3 separate regions of the Hordeum vulgare genome follow, and regions 2 and 3 are each linked to region 1. Evidence: chromatin contacts called from public Hi-C data. All regions are on one chromosome and are shown on one strand. The core of a region is the stretch at or near the end of the contact, and the rest is flanking DNA. Distances in the headings are between cores, read along the strand shown. Region 1 has its middle 330 kb from the start of LOC123402108. Region 2 holds the start of LOC123401753 (serine/arginine-rich splicing factor RSZ23-like). Region 3 holds the start of LOC123401572.

The links. A called contact is a pair of places that touch in the nucleus more often than the background predicts.
Region 2: a Hi-C map of leaf shows a contact between it and region 1, with 8 times the contacts expected there. The contact joins the promoter of LOC123401753 here to the enhancer-like site in region 1. A contact is called at or near these places in 3 of 6 Hi-C or Micro-C datasets (leaf and seedling).
Region 3: a Hi-C map of leaf shows a contact between it and region 1, with 8 times the contacts expected there. The contact joins the promoter of LOC123401572 here to the enhancer-like site in region 1. A contact is called at or near these places in 2 of 6 Hi-C or Micro-C datasets (leaf and seedling).

The regions. Positions count from the first base shown.
Region 1 is chr6H:349,857,454-349,861,668 of MorexV3_pseudomolecules_assembly, forward strand. No RefSeq gene overlaps it. Among protein-coding and RNA genes, the nearest start is that of LOC123402108, 330 kb to the left of the region's middle. Within about 2 kb of position 2,463, at least 2 of the 3 cell types and tissues checked have open chromatin away from gene starts, as enhancers often do. A contact at or near this core is called in leaf, where this site is marked.
Region 2 is chr6H:350,670,098-350,674,312 of MorexV3_pseudomolecules_assembly, forward strand. It overlaps LOC123401753 (serine/arginine-rich splicing factor RSZ23-like), which reads right to left and starts at 1,724. Exons shown (of 5, transcript XM_045095607.1): 1 at 1,578-1,724; 2 at 1,274-1,380. The coding sequence starts at 1,362.
Region 3 is chr6H:349,187,357-349,191,571 of MorexV3_pseudomolecules_assembly, forward strand. It overlaps LOC123401572, which reads left to right and starts at 2,315. Exons shown (of 6, transcript XM_045095398.1): 1 at 2,315-2,558. The coding sequence starts at 2,506.

The DNA of each region.
Region 1 (4,215 bases), core at 1,213-3,712:
AAATTTTTGTTTCCCATGTGACGTTCCCCAACATAGCCCTCTCCCAACTGCGTTGCATCGCTCATCTCGCGTTCTGTGTAGCAGAACTGAGCTCGTATCGCATGTGGCAGTAGGATCGAGCTCGTCTAGCGCCCGGTGCTGCAGGATGGGTCGATGGAGCCCGGTTTTGGCCTACGTGTTGGGTCTCAGCGCTGGGGCCGCCCTGGGGTGCGAAAGGCGGGGCCTTTTCGCTCATTTCTTTGGTTAGGGTAGCGACGAGTCTCAGTTGAGGTGTTGTCTAGGTCTTGAATGTCGGCAATGGCCCTGGTGGTGGTGCTCATGGGCAGAGCCCGTGGCTCGGTGCCACTCGACGGCGATGGGCGTGCGGATGGCATGGTAGATGGGGTGTGGCGTTTGGTGGTGATGAGTGTTGGTCGGCGTCAAAACCTGTTCTATCTTGTGAAGGACAGGCGAAGGCGAAGCTCGTTCCCTTCTTGAAGGTGGTGTCACGGCTCTCATTGCTCGTCGTGTTGCTCCAGAGGAAATTATGATCCTTGGATCGGGCGGTGGCGGTGCTCCGGTGTTGTAACCTTCTTGAAGGCGCCGCCTTGGAACCCACAGTTCATCGTGCGGCTTCATCTCTTTGTGGTGGCGTGTTCATGGTTGAAGCCCCCGGTTGCTCTTGTAGTGCTGGGAGTGGTGTTGTTGCGCTCAGCTCCTATCTATCCTGGCTTGGGTGTGTACGTGTGTTATGGTGGCGTGCGTTTGTACCGTGTTGTTGATGATCATTACTTTATATATAAAGTTGGGAAAAGCCTTTTTCGATAATCCTGAATCTTAAGAACTTCAGTTCTTGCTTGAGATAGGGCCTCCATGCCTCAATGGATTATTGTTGAGCCCTAAAGAAGTTGCCATTTCTCTAAGTCCATACACCACAACATCTTAAGATAACAATTTATGATGAAAATTGTTTTGGAAGGAGTTCCATTGCATAGATGGTGTCCTCATACACAAATGTATCTCTCTTTCTATTTGGTATCAATGAGTTCCATCAATCTTGAGCAAAGTTGCACTCCCATAGAATGTGCATAGTGGTCTCTTCTGCCCTCTAATTGCAGTTAGGCCAGAAAGAATTATCTAGGTGCATTCCCTTCCTCTTTAGAAGTGCTCTCGTGTTCATCTTGCAGCGTGCCACCAGCCAGAAAAATATTTTATGTCTCAACCTACTCGAGCTAGCCCATATTAGTTTAATCATAGGATGTTCTTCCTGGTCTCCAAGCATATGCTTATACATTTGAATTAATGAGTATATGTTTGCTAGTTCATTGCAAATCCATTTGTATTTCATGTCTGGGTTTGGCTGAGGGATAACTACTCGTAGCTGGTTGAATTCTTGTATACTTCATTAGATATTGGCAGATGGAAGTGTTCAGTCTAGTCTTGTGTTTTACAAGTTTTTTCTACTGAAAGTGTTTCATCAATTGCATATGAGTGAAGTTCACATAATTTTTGTTGAAGTGTTTCATCTTCCCATTTGTCTTTCTAGAACAACACTATTTGGCCAAATCCTATTGTGCAACACCTCATTCATTTAAAATTATGTAAGAGGATAACATGTGCCTTCCACCAAAAGGAGCCTTCTCGTTTTCCCATGGGTACACCTATATGATAGTATTCTTCCCATATAAATTTGACCCATGGGATGTCATCTTTGTTGAGGCATTTGTAAAGATTTTTGATGAGAAGAGCGTTGTTGTGAGGTGCAATATCCAAAATTCCAAGCCCTCCATGTTGTTTAGATTTGCAAACTTTTGACGAAACAATCAGGGATGTCCCTCTATCCTCCATTCCAAATTTTCTACACATTTTACCTTTTTTATGAGTATAAAACATTTTATTACATTATTAAATTTTTAATATATATGGTTGGTTCCTTTTTCAAATTTATGTATCAAAGTCTAAATTTTTTCAAACACATCGTACATTTTTTATATAGAGCTGATACTTTTTTCTACATGGATAATGTTTTATATATCTGTTTAAAAAAATATATGTACATCATTAATGTCTAACTTTTCAATAAGTATTACACGTTTTTATACAGATATAACATTTCTAAATACATGATTAACATTTTTAAGACATTTATGTTTATGTCTACTTTTTTAATACATGTTGTATATTTTTTGTTTACATTTTTCGTATATATCATAAACATTTTGGTACGCATTTGACTCTTTTAAAATGCATGAATAATTTCACTTCGTATATGATATAAATTGTTTTTGCAATACATGTATACAGGATAGTTGGAACTTGGAAGTACAGATAAAAAATAAAAAGTAAAAAAGAAAATAGAAACAGAAAACGTGAATCAAAAAAGGAAAATTGAGGTTGCGGCTGGTGGCCTCACATGGGCATGGCCCGGCCCATCTCACCGTCATGTTCAGACAAGGTGCCCTTGCGACTCGCGTTAACCCTATTTACCACTCTTTTTGTTTTTGAGGGGTAACCCTATTTACCACTCGTTATGTCAAACTGTCGGCGTTTCGCATAGAAAAGCCGAGCAGCGACGCAACGGGCCGACCCGTTTAAACGTTCCAATGTCCTTGGTTCCCAGCCGTTTTTTCTTATTTTGGGAAATTTCTAGAATATTTTCTAAACCAGTGTTTCAGTTTTCATTTGGTTTTTCTTTTTTTCATTTTTCTGTTTATTTTTCTTCTTTTTATCTCTCTTCTTTTTCTCTTTTATTTTTGTCCATTTTATACCTTTTGTGTTTGTCAATTTAATTTTTTAATAAATATTCACAGTTTCATAATTTGTTCAACTTTTTTTAAAAAATAAAAATTATTCACAATTCGAAAAATATTGAATTTTTAAATTATGTTCACAATTAAAAAACGGTTTCAAAAATTTTTGCAAGTCAAAAAATGTTCATAATTTTATAATTTTGTTCACAAATTCGACATTTGTTCATGTTTCAAAATTTATTTAAATTTCAAAAAATGGTCGCAGTTTTGAAATTTGTTTACAATTCGAAAAATGTTCACAATTTAATAGTTATGTTTATGAATTTTAAATTTGTTCATGTTTTGGAATTTTGTTCACATTTCGCAAAAGGTTTATGGTTGCATAATTTGTTCACCATTCAAAAAATGTTCATAATTTATTAATTTTATTTATGAACTTGAAGTTGATTCATGTTTAAAAAAATCACAATTCGAAAAATGTTCACAATTTTATGAATTTTGTTAATGAACTTGAAATTTGCATATGTCTCAAAATTTGTTTAGAATTCAAAAAATGTTCTTGGTTTCAAAATTTGTTTATAATACAAAAAGTTCATAATTTTAGAATTTTGTTCACGAATTTTAAAGTTGTTCATGTTTCAAAATTTGTTTAGAATTTGAAATATGTTCACGGTTTCGAAATTTGTTCACAATTAAAAAATATTTATAAGTTTATAATTTGTTCGCAGTTTCCTTAAATGTTATCATTTTGTTCCTATTTTTTAAATATAAATTTTAGAGATTCCTTAAAACAGTCATGTTTTCACAAAATGTTCAAGTATTAAATATTCTGTTCACAAATATGTAAATGTTCACATTTCAAAAAATTGTTCACCTTTCTCCAAATATGTCGAATATTCAAAAAAAACGCAAATCTTTAAAAATATTTTGGAACTTCAAATTTCGTTCATTCTTTTTAAAATTGTTCGGGATTTCAAAGTTTTAGAAAAATCACAATTGTAGAAAATTGTTCGGGGTGTCCCTGGAGGCAGTGGGTTCTATCCTATGCACACACGTTTTGGCTAAGTTTTCGCGAGCTGTTATCTAAATTATGTCGTGGCCTTTCATTTCTTTAAGTTTCGCGTTGCAAACAATCTAGTAATTAAAGTCAGCCAATTGCACTGGCTAGGTGCTCTGTCCCGTATCATGTAGGGCGCGGGTTCAATTCCCACATGAGACTGTCACTTATCAACATGCGAACCATTAACAGTCCCACTCAAGCAAGACATACGTGCGGACACAACCTGAACAACCGCGATATGTCAAAAATGAAAACCTAAACAAGCGCGAGAGCTATGTCTCGCATAAAGCGAGTGAAAGAAACGGGCCATTTGTCCATATATAATCGCTCTACTAAAATATAACTCCACTGCTCCAATAGGCCAGGTTCTCTATAAGAGATTGCATACGCAACCAACTCGACGGGAAATACCTGAGTTTTATTTTT
Region 2 (4,215 bases), core at 474-2,973, 810 kb after region 1:
CGGCCCGAGGGACCCAGCGAGCCAAGCCGGCAACGGGGATGGCGACGGGGGAAACCGGACCTGGTGGATGGGCACCCCTGGGCCCGAGGACGCCCCCAAGCCGGCGGCTAGTGACCCATGGGAGTGTGGAGCGACAGGGAAGGATGGCAAAGGCGATGGCGGTGGCTGCTGCTGGGCGCCATGGTGGAGGCGAAAGAGGCTGGCTGCTGCGGCCTGCGGGGCATAGGGTCCCGAGAGGAAGGTGCGGATGCCCGCAACCGCCTGCCCGAGCTCCCGGAGCACAGCCGTCATCTCCTCTGGTGTGAAGGCGAAGGGGGCGGAGCCCGGCGGCATCCCTGCGGCAGATGCGATCGGCCCCGACAAGGCCGACGGTGTGGTGGTGACTGGCAGCAGAAGGGTGGCGGTGGGCTGATTAGTGGACATGATCGCACCCGAGACAGCTAATACCAGATTGATAGGAGCAAGGCTCCTACCAAGACAAGATCTTAGGTTGTAGTGGTCGAAGGAGGGTTGGCGAGGCTGGAGGCACCGGCAACGGCGCTGAGGTCGCGTCGGGAGAAGGAGGCCGTTGGGGCGGCTAGGGTTTTGGAGTCTCGGCAAAAGCCGAGCAATAATGATTGCTACTTCTTAATATCAAAACGAGTCTTTACATGGGTTTATATAATCCCTTAGGTGCTAATAAAAATAACAATAAGTTGGGCCAAGCCCGTAACTGCCTGCGCCATTGGGCTTAACTGCCCGCGCCTTTGGGCCTAACTGCCCGCGCCCGTGGGCCTCCGCCGGCTATAATGCACAACAGTCATAACAGTAAGATACAGAAGATCTGCACATGCATGCCCCGTTGAACTTAAATTAAAAAAATCACAAAATGCAGTGACATAAACTGTTATTATCAGGGAAACTTCACCATATGAACAAAGAAACGGATTGAAAGGAATAGAAGTGACCAAGCAATGCAGCTAAGATATAATTATGCATAAAAGCTTCTATTTATCAAACAGAAAGCTGCATCATGTTCACCAAGAGATAGTCTCAACTCTCAATTTCACACGCATCATGCACTAAAATCAGGCGTACTAAATAGCCAGCATACCGATATACTTGGCTCGTATACTTTTAGCAGACGAGCAAGTCACCAACTGAACATGAAATGTGAAACTACAACTTAGCATGTCTACAGGCAAGCACAGTAGTTATATCACACCGAACTCGTGAAAAGGTATGTACCGTAGTACTAGCTTCAGAACTGTTAAACAAATCACAGGCATCTCACCTCTTGAGAACCCCAAACACGCGGAACTCGTCCTCGATCTCGCGCGCAGTGGCGCGCGGATCCAGATTCCCCACGTAGACGCGAGCCATGACAGGCAGCAGCAGGCCCTGCAAGAGGAAAAACGAAAAAAATCTTTAAGAAATGCTGCCGAATCCAGCACGAAGCAGCTGCTAACATCCACCCGCAGATAAAAAGAGAAACGCCCCAGAAAAATTCTCGCGTTTTGGGAACAGGATGAAGCGCAAAGGCTAGGCACGCGGGCCTGGAACTCGAAGATACCGGGGGGTCTGTGGGGCGTACTTACCTTCGGGGGAGCGCCTCCAAGGGGGGATTGGGGATTGGCGAATCGGGCGGCGAGCGCTTCGGAGGCGAGGAGGGGAGCGGCTCTAGGGTTTAAGTCTGAGCCGCCGCGGGCGGAAGAGAGGGGGGGAGGGTAGGGAGCGAAGGGCTGACGCCTCGGGGCCAGGGGTATTTACGGAATTCTCGTTTATTGGGATGGGATGGGATGGGATGGGGATTGCGGAAGAGGACTCATGAGTTGCCTCGTGGTTTCTACGGTGGCGGATGAGCTGCTGGTTCAAGATCGTCCGGACCACTGTTTGCCCCTCTGGATTGACCCCTGGGGCGTCCTTTTTAGCTACTACTACTTACCTCCGGTCGTAAAATTCGTTGTTTTGATTTTTTGCTGAAAGTTAAGTCGAATCTAACTTTGGTTAAAAAAAATTGGATCTCATCATTTTGCTACCGCTGATGTCCTTGGCGGTAGGGTATAAGAGCAACTCCAACGGACCGATCCAAACGGACGGTAAATTTGTCCACTTTTTGTCCGTTTGGATAGGCCACCCGCGCGGCGTCCGCCTTATTTTAGATTTGGGACGACAGTGCGCCCAACGAGCCGACCCATTTCATGTCCGCAATCAACATATTAAAAAAAAGGTCTGCGGCCGATCATGCCAGCGACCATGTTTCATATGCCAGCACCATGCCAGCGCCGGCATACAATGTTGGTCGGCTCGCGTCTCCCGCGCGCGTTTCCTCGCGCCTCCGGCTTACGAGCCAGCGGCCACCGGTGTGGCGTTGAGGTTGATGGTCGAGGGTGCGGGCGTCGAAGGCGCGACCACGCTCACCTCGGACGAGCACTCCCCCGAGAGGCGGGAGGCCTGCGGGTAGACGTGGAAGACGGGCACCGGGTTGCAAACCGAGGCACCGGGCGAGTCGGGCAGCAGCGTCCGAGGGAAGGCGGATGAGCCGGTGCTCACCGCGGCGGCCACGGCGGCGTTGACGAGGCCGTGTTGGCTAGGGTTTAACCCCAACATGCAGAGCGCCTCCCTCGTTGTCGCCGTGGCGCGGGCGTTGGTGACCTGCTGCTGCGCGGCGGCCGCCGTGATGGCTTCATCCCTCGCGTCCGTCGCGTGCCTCCGGTCCTTCCTCTTGGCCGACTCCTTTGCCCGTTGTTCGGGCGTCAGCACCTTCTTCGGCTTCGGTGCGGCGGCCTTTCGGGAGGCGCGAGGCTTGCCTTTGTCGGACGAGGCGAGGGAGGCGAGGCCAGCGGCGGCGGCGAGGTCGAGGTCGTCGTCCATGGCGGACGTGGGGCGGGAGCGCGCGGGGGCGAGAGAGGTTTTGGGGGGGGATGGGGGAAATGGTGGTGGATGCCACCAACCGGTGGGCCTGGGGAGAGGAGTAGAGGCGCGCGCGCATCCGTCTCGTGTCCGCGCCGACGCAAATCCGGCCCAAAATTGGGTCGGGAATGGGTCGCCACGCGAACGCCAAGCGGACGCGCGTCCGTTTGGGTCGGCGCGTTGGGCCGACTTTGACGCCCAGTCCAAGAATTTTATAAATTCATCACAGCGTCAAATGTGTCTGGATTTTTTACATGTGATTGAAACACAAATTTTCCATGGTGTCCTAATTTTTCAGAATTTTCAGAGTTTCAGCAGTATGGTTTTTGACAGATTGCTACAGACTATTCTGTTTTTGTCAGATTCTATTTTCGTTGCATTGTTTGCTTATCTTGATGAATCTATGAATTGTGTTGGGGGTGCAAGCCATGTGAAAGTTAGAATACAGTACCTATAATGTAGTTATAAAATTTGAATGGGTTTGAAATAGTACTTATAGTACTAATTTGCTTGGTTATACTAACGGATCTCACGAAGGTTTTGTTGAATTTTGTGTGATTGAGGTTTTCAAGTTTTGGGTGTGATGTCGATGGATGAAGGAATAAATAGATGCAAAAGTCAATGCTTGCGGATGCCAAAGGCACCCCAAGGTAATATCTAAGGAGACTCAAGCGTCTAAGCTTGGGGATGCCCTGGAAGACATCCCTCTTTCTTCTAACGACTATCGGTAACACACTTGAGGCTATATTTTTATTCGTCACATGATATGTGTTTTGCTTGGAGCGTCTTATATGAAATGAGTCTTTTCTTATTAGTTTTTCACAATCATCATCTCTGAACACATTTTCTTGAGATAGCCTCACGTCATCATAATTTGTTAGAATTGCTTCTTGTGCTTCACTTAAATTAGTTAAGCTAGGTGGTTGCTCTAGTGCTTCACTTATATCTTTTTTAGCACGGTGGTGCGAATGTTTTGAAGAAACTTGTTCTCATGATCCACTTATATCTTTTTGAGAATGCTATATGTTTTGAAGAAACTTGTTCTCTTGCTTCACTTATATCTTTTTGAGAATGTTAGAAAATTTTGAAGAAATTCACTCTCTTGCTTCACTTATATCTTTTTGGGAGTTTGAAAATAGTCTTGGTAATCGGTACAAGATATGATGTTTGGTTCCTTTGTGATGAATATTCAAGTAGAATAATGAAAATTAGCATACAAAAAAATATATGGGACATGGAAATTTGATTCTTTGTAACAGTTTTGAGATATGTAGATGATGATATGTGAGTTATGTTAGTGAGTCAATTATGCTCTAGTATGAA
Region 3 (4,215 bases), core at 1,065-3,564, 670 kb before region 1:
GGTTCATACCGTGGGGTGACCTCACCCAGTGACAAAAGGGGTAGCGAGGCACGCATCATGTTGTTGCCATCAAGGGTAAAAAGATGGGGTTTTCATCATTGGTTTGAGTTTATCCCCCTACATCATGTCATCTCGCTTAAGGCGTTACTCTGTTTGTCATGAACTCAATACACTAGATGCATGCTGGATAGCGGTCGATGTGTGGAGTAATAGTAGTAGATGCAGAAGGTGTCGGTCTACTTGTCTCGGACGTGATGCCTATATGTATGATCATTGCCTTAGATATCGTCATGACTTTGCGCGGTTCTATCAATTGCTCGACAGTAATTTGTTCACCCACCGTAATATTTGCTATTTTGAGAGAACCTCTAGTGAACACTATGACCCTCGGGTCTACTTCACAACATGTTTTCAGCCTTATTCTTTTACTTCGTTGGACTTTGCGCCTACAGATCTCAATTTGCAATCAATCTTGAAGGGATTGACAACCCCTAGCGTTGGGTGCAAGCTCTTTTGTGTTCGCGCAGGTACTCTAGACTTGACGAGATTATCCTACTGGATTGATACCTTGGTTTTCAAACTAAGGGAAATACTTACTGCTCCTGTGCTGCATCACCCTTTTCTCCTCAAGTGAAAAACCAACGCAAGCAAGTCTCCGTCAACGTGTCAATTTCTGGCGCTGTTGTTTGAGAAGTAGCAGGGGTGTGGGTGGAGGAGCAGGTTGACCCCAGCAGCACACACATTCCCCTTCTTCTTCTTCTTCATGGCTCCTCGCCCGACCCCGGTTGCCGTTACCCTCATATGGAGGAGGAAAATGGGGCCTGTTCCGGGGCGGTTGGTACAACCGATTTGGTGATGTCGGTGGCTGCTGCGGGCGATGGGAGGGAACCATCGAGTGGGAGGGTCGAACTTAGGAGGGGTTGCGCTCGCACTATCGCGCGCGTGACGGGATGGGAGGACTTTGCTCACAATCAATAAACACAAGTTTTAAATTTTGTTAGAGTAACTAGCAAAAGGGCCCGTGCGTTGCAACGGGAGAAAAAAATACCACATGCTTTTAATATTTTTATAATCATTTTGATTTATTAAAATAATAAGCTAACTAACTAATGTAGTCAGTCCTATCCTATTTTGTTGAGAAATCAACCCATCCATTGTTAATTCCACATGATGAGAAATTGAGCGGGGCAAGCAAAGCAAAACAAAGAGGCTACGTGAATTGATCAATGGACTGTTATCTTATTTCACTCATGGGGTAGAGAATGTGGGATCAGATGACAAACTGAAGGTCGTGTTCCATTCTCTATCTCTACAACAATACAATCTTACATTCAATACATTCATTCATCAACAAATAAATCCCCACAAAACAAAATTTCTTGCCGGTGCTTGGCAGACGGTTGGAGGCATGGAGAGGGGATCTCACCGGATGATGAGTTTCTGCCGGAGGAGGGGATACAATGAGGGGAGCAAGGGTTAGGCGCCTCTATCTGGCCATAAGGAGTCGCCGTTGCCGCGCCATAACCTCGGAGTTCCCCTGTGAGCCATGGAGGCCCGCCTCCACCTGCAAGTACTTCGCTCCGCCTCGCCGCCGCCGTTCTGCATCGAGCAGACGCATCATCCCCAGTCACTGTAGTTGTCGCGTAGATTTGATCCAGAAACTGTCCTCGAGCGTCGAAATGGGGGCAACAAGCGGGCAGAGGTACGACCGCGGAGGCGGGTGGGTTGAGATCGACAACAGTGGTGGTTGAGGTCGGCCGCGGCGGCGAGTGGTGTGGCAGCGGCCTGGGCACACGCCAGGGTGGACCAGGGTCGACGCGATGCGCTCGAGCGGCACAACGGGGGCAGTGAGCGGGGAGAGGTACGGCCGCGGAGGCGGGTGGGTTGAGATCGGCAGCGGTGGCGGTTGAGGTCGGCCGCGACGACGAGTGGTGTGGCGGCGGCCTGGGCACAGGCCAGGGTGGCCTAGGGTCGACGGGAGGAGGCGATGCGTACGGGTATAATTTTTGCTTACAGTTTTTTTAATAAAAATGCAGCGGTGAGTTTTCCGACGGAAGCAATTGCCTCTTTATTATTAGGTAGGTATAGGTATATAGATGTCTCTTTGGGTATTTTCACCTCACAAACCTTGGATCTTTTGTCCCTCAAGAAAAGAAAACTTTGGATATTTTGTTTTGGACTTATTTACAATAGTGTCACGGCGCAATTCTAAGGTCCCACTCGTTAGTGACCAGTTTCCCGGAATCGAGACATTACCGCGGAAAGCACTCCCGCTTTCCCCACCCACACCCACACCCCCGGCCCGGGCCCCCCATCTTCGCCCCTTTGTTCCTCCCTCTTTTGCATCTCTCGTCAGGGTAGGGCAGGGCAGGGCACGGAGACGGAGGGTGGAAGAAAGAGGGCGGCAGCCGGGCTGGGCAGGAGGAGGAAGGAAGCAACCCCATCCACCGCCCGCTCCTTCTTCCTCCCTCCCCCTCCGCGCCTCCCAGGGCCCGAGCTGCTGCCATGGCGGATACCAACCCGGACAGCATCAAGAGATACACGCCTCCCGTGCACAGGTCAACACCTCCCGCATTCGCCTTTCTTTCCATTCCACGAGGCTCCTGCAGCTTCTTGCCATTTTTCGATTCGGGCCGCGCTTACCCAGAATCGCATTCGGAGTGTGGGATTGGACCTCGGCCTGGTTGAATCTCTTGCGAGATGAGGTGGCCTCTTGTGATCTGGGGCACCTCTGGCGCGGAGGCTGGGAGCTGCCTGCCTTGGATTCGGCCATTTCCTGGGATTTTGGTACCGGTATGCTCTGGAGCATTCATGTGGTGGTTTCGGTGGGATTAGCTGGAAGGCTGACGGTGTGACGTTCTCATGCCCTTCTTAGATTTATCTGCTGCGTTGCTTTTCTATAGCTGCTTAATGCGTGTGATTTTAGGTGGCGCCTGAGAACATGTAACCTATGATTGTTGTCACCGAATCGCCATACTACATAGCTTGCTTTTTCTTCTTTCGCTATCCTATTTTGGAGATGGACGCTGGCTTTCTGCTAGCTCATAGAGGGCATAATGAAAGAGGTTTTCGACAGAAAGAGGTTTTCGACACACATATCTTCATCACTAGTACGCTACCATTGTTGGTCTCGGGCTGGTCTTTTGGCATGCTGATTTAGCTTATCAGTGAATATGGAAAAAGGACATGCTTGAAAGCTAACTTTTTGCCTAAAGGGAATTTGTTTAGCTTTGGTCAAGCATCATGGTTTCATTCCGAGATGAAGGGTGACTCTAGTGTGGATTATCAAGTTAAAGCAACCTGGCTCAGCCACTCTTTACCCATGCAGTCGTCCAGCTTGGATAAAGTTGATGATTAGTTCAAAATAGTGTATATAATTGGCTTGAAGGCCTCTTGTCTATATTATCTGGTTCTGCATTTTTTTAGAAAAGGAGGTTAAGACCCCCCGGCCTCTGCATCAATCGATGCATACAACCATCTTTATTACTTATTCAACAAAGGTCTGACAAGAACATACATCAAGCCACCCGAAGCCCCCACTCACACCTACAAAAGCGATAATGTGGAGTGCTCTCACTCCCCATATCTAAAACCGGTGTCGTCGCCGATCCATTCACATAACGTATCGGAACTAACAGCCGGCGTAGCAGACCTAAAGCGTATACCACATGCACACGTTTTAGAAGCCGCCATCATCATCGAACTGCTGACCCATCTTCAGGAGAGAAATCCGCATCATCCTTGTCAGTCCGGCCATCCGTCAACGCCACCACGGCGCCCAACGGCGCCACCTCCCCGCGCTCGTCCATCCAGATGCGAAGACTCTATAAGATCTGTCGTGCGTAGCACCTGCCGAACAGGCATGACAAAGCGTAGCACCTGTTGGCCAGGCATGACCTGACATCACCACCGAAGCTCCGTGCAGGACGAAGACGCTCCACCTCCTGCCTGTGTCTTCCAGCACTGCTCCACAAACGATGCTTCCTAGAGAGGAACGACACCGCAATGTCGCCATCATCCGATCTGGAAAACCAGATCCTAAGGTTTCCCCTCGAGCAGCACGAGTGGATCGACACTAGTTACAAGACGAAGCCTTCATTAAGGTAACGGCGCAGAACGCCGCCATCGTCCGCCGTCGGCTCGGTTTTCACCGGCAACTATGTCTCCCCGACTCGCAGCCAGTACCGGATCCTGCGACGAGCCCGGTCCCGGGAT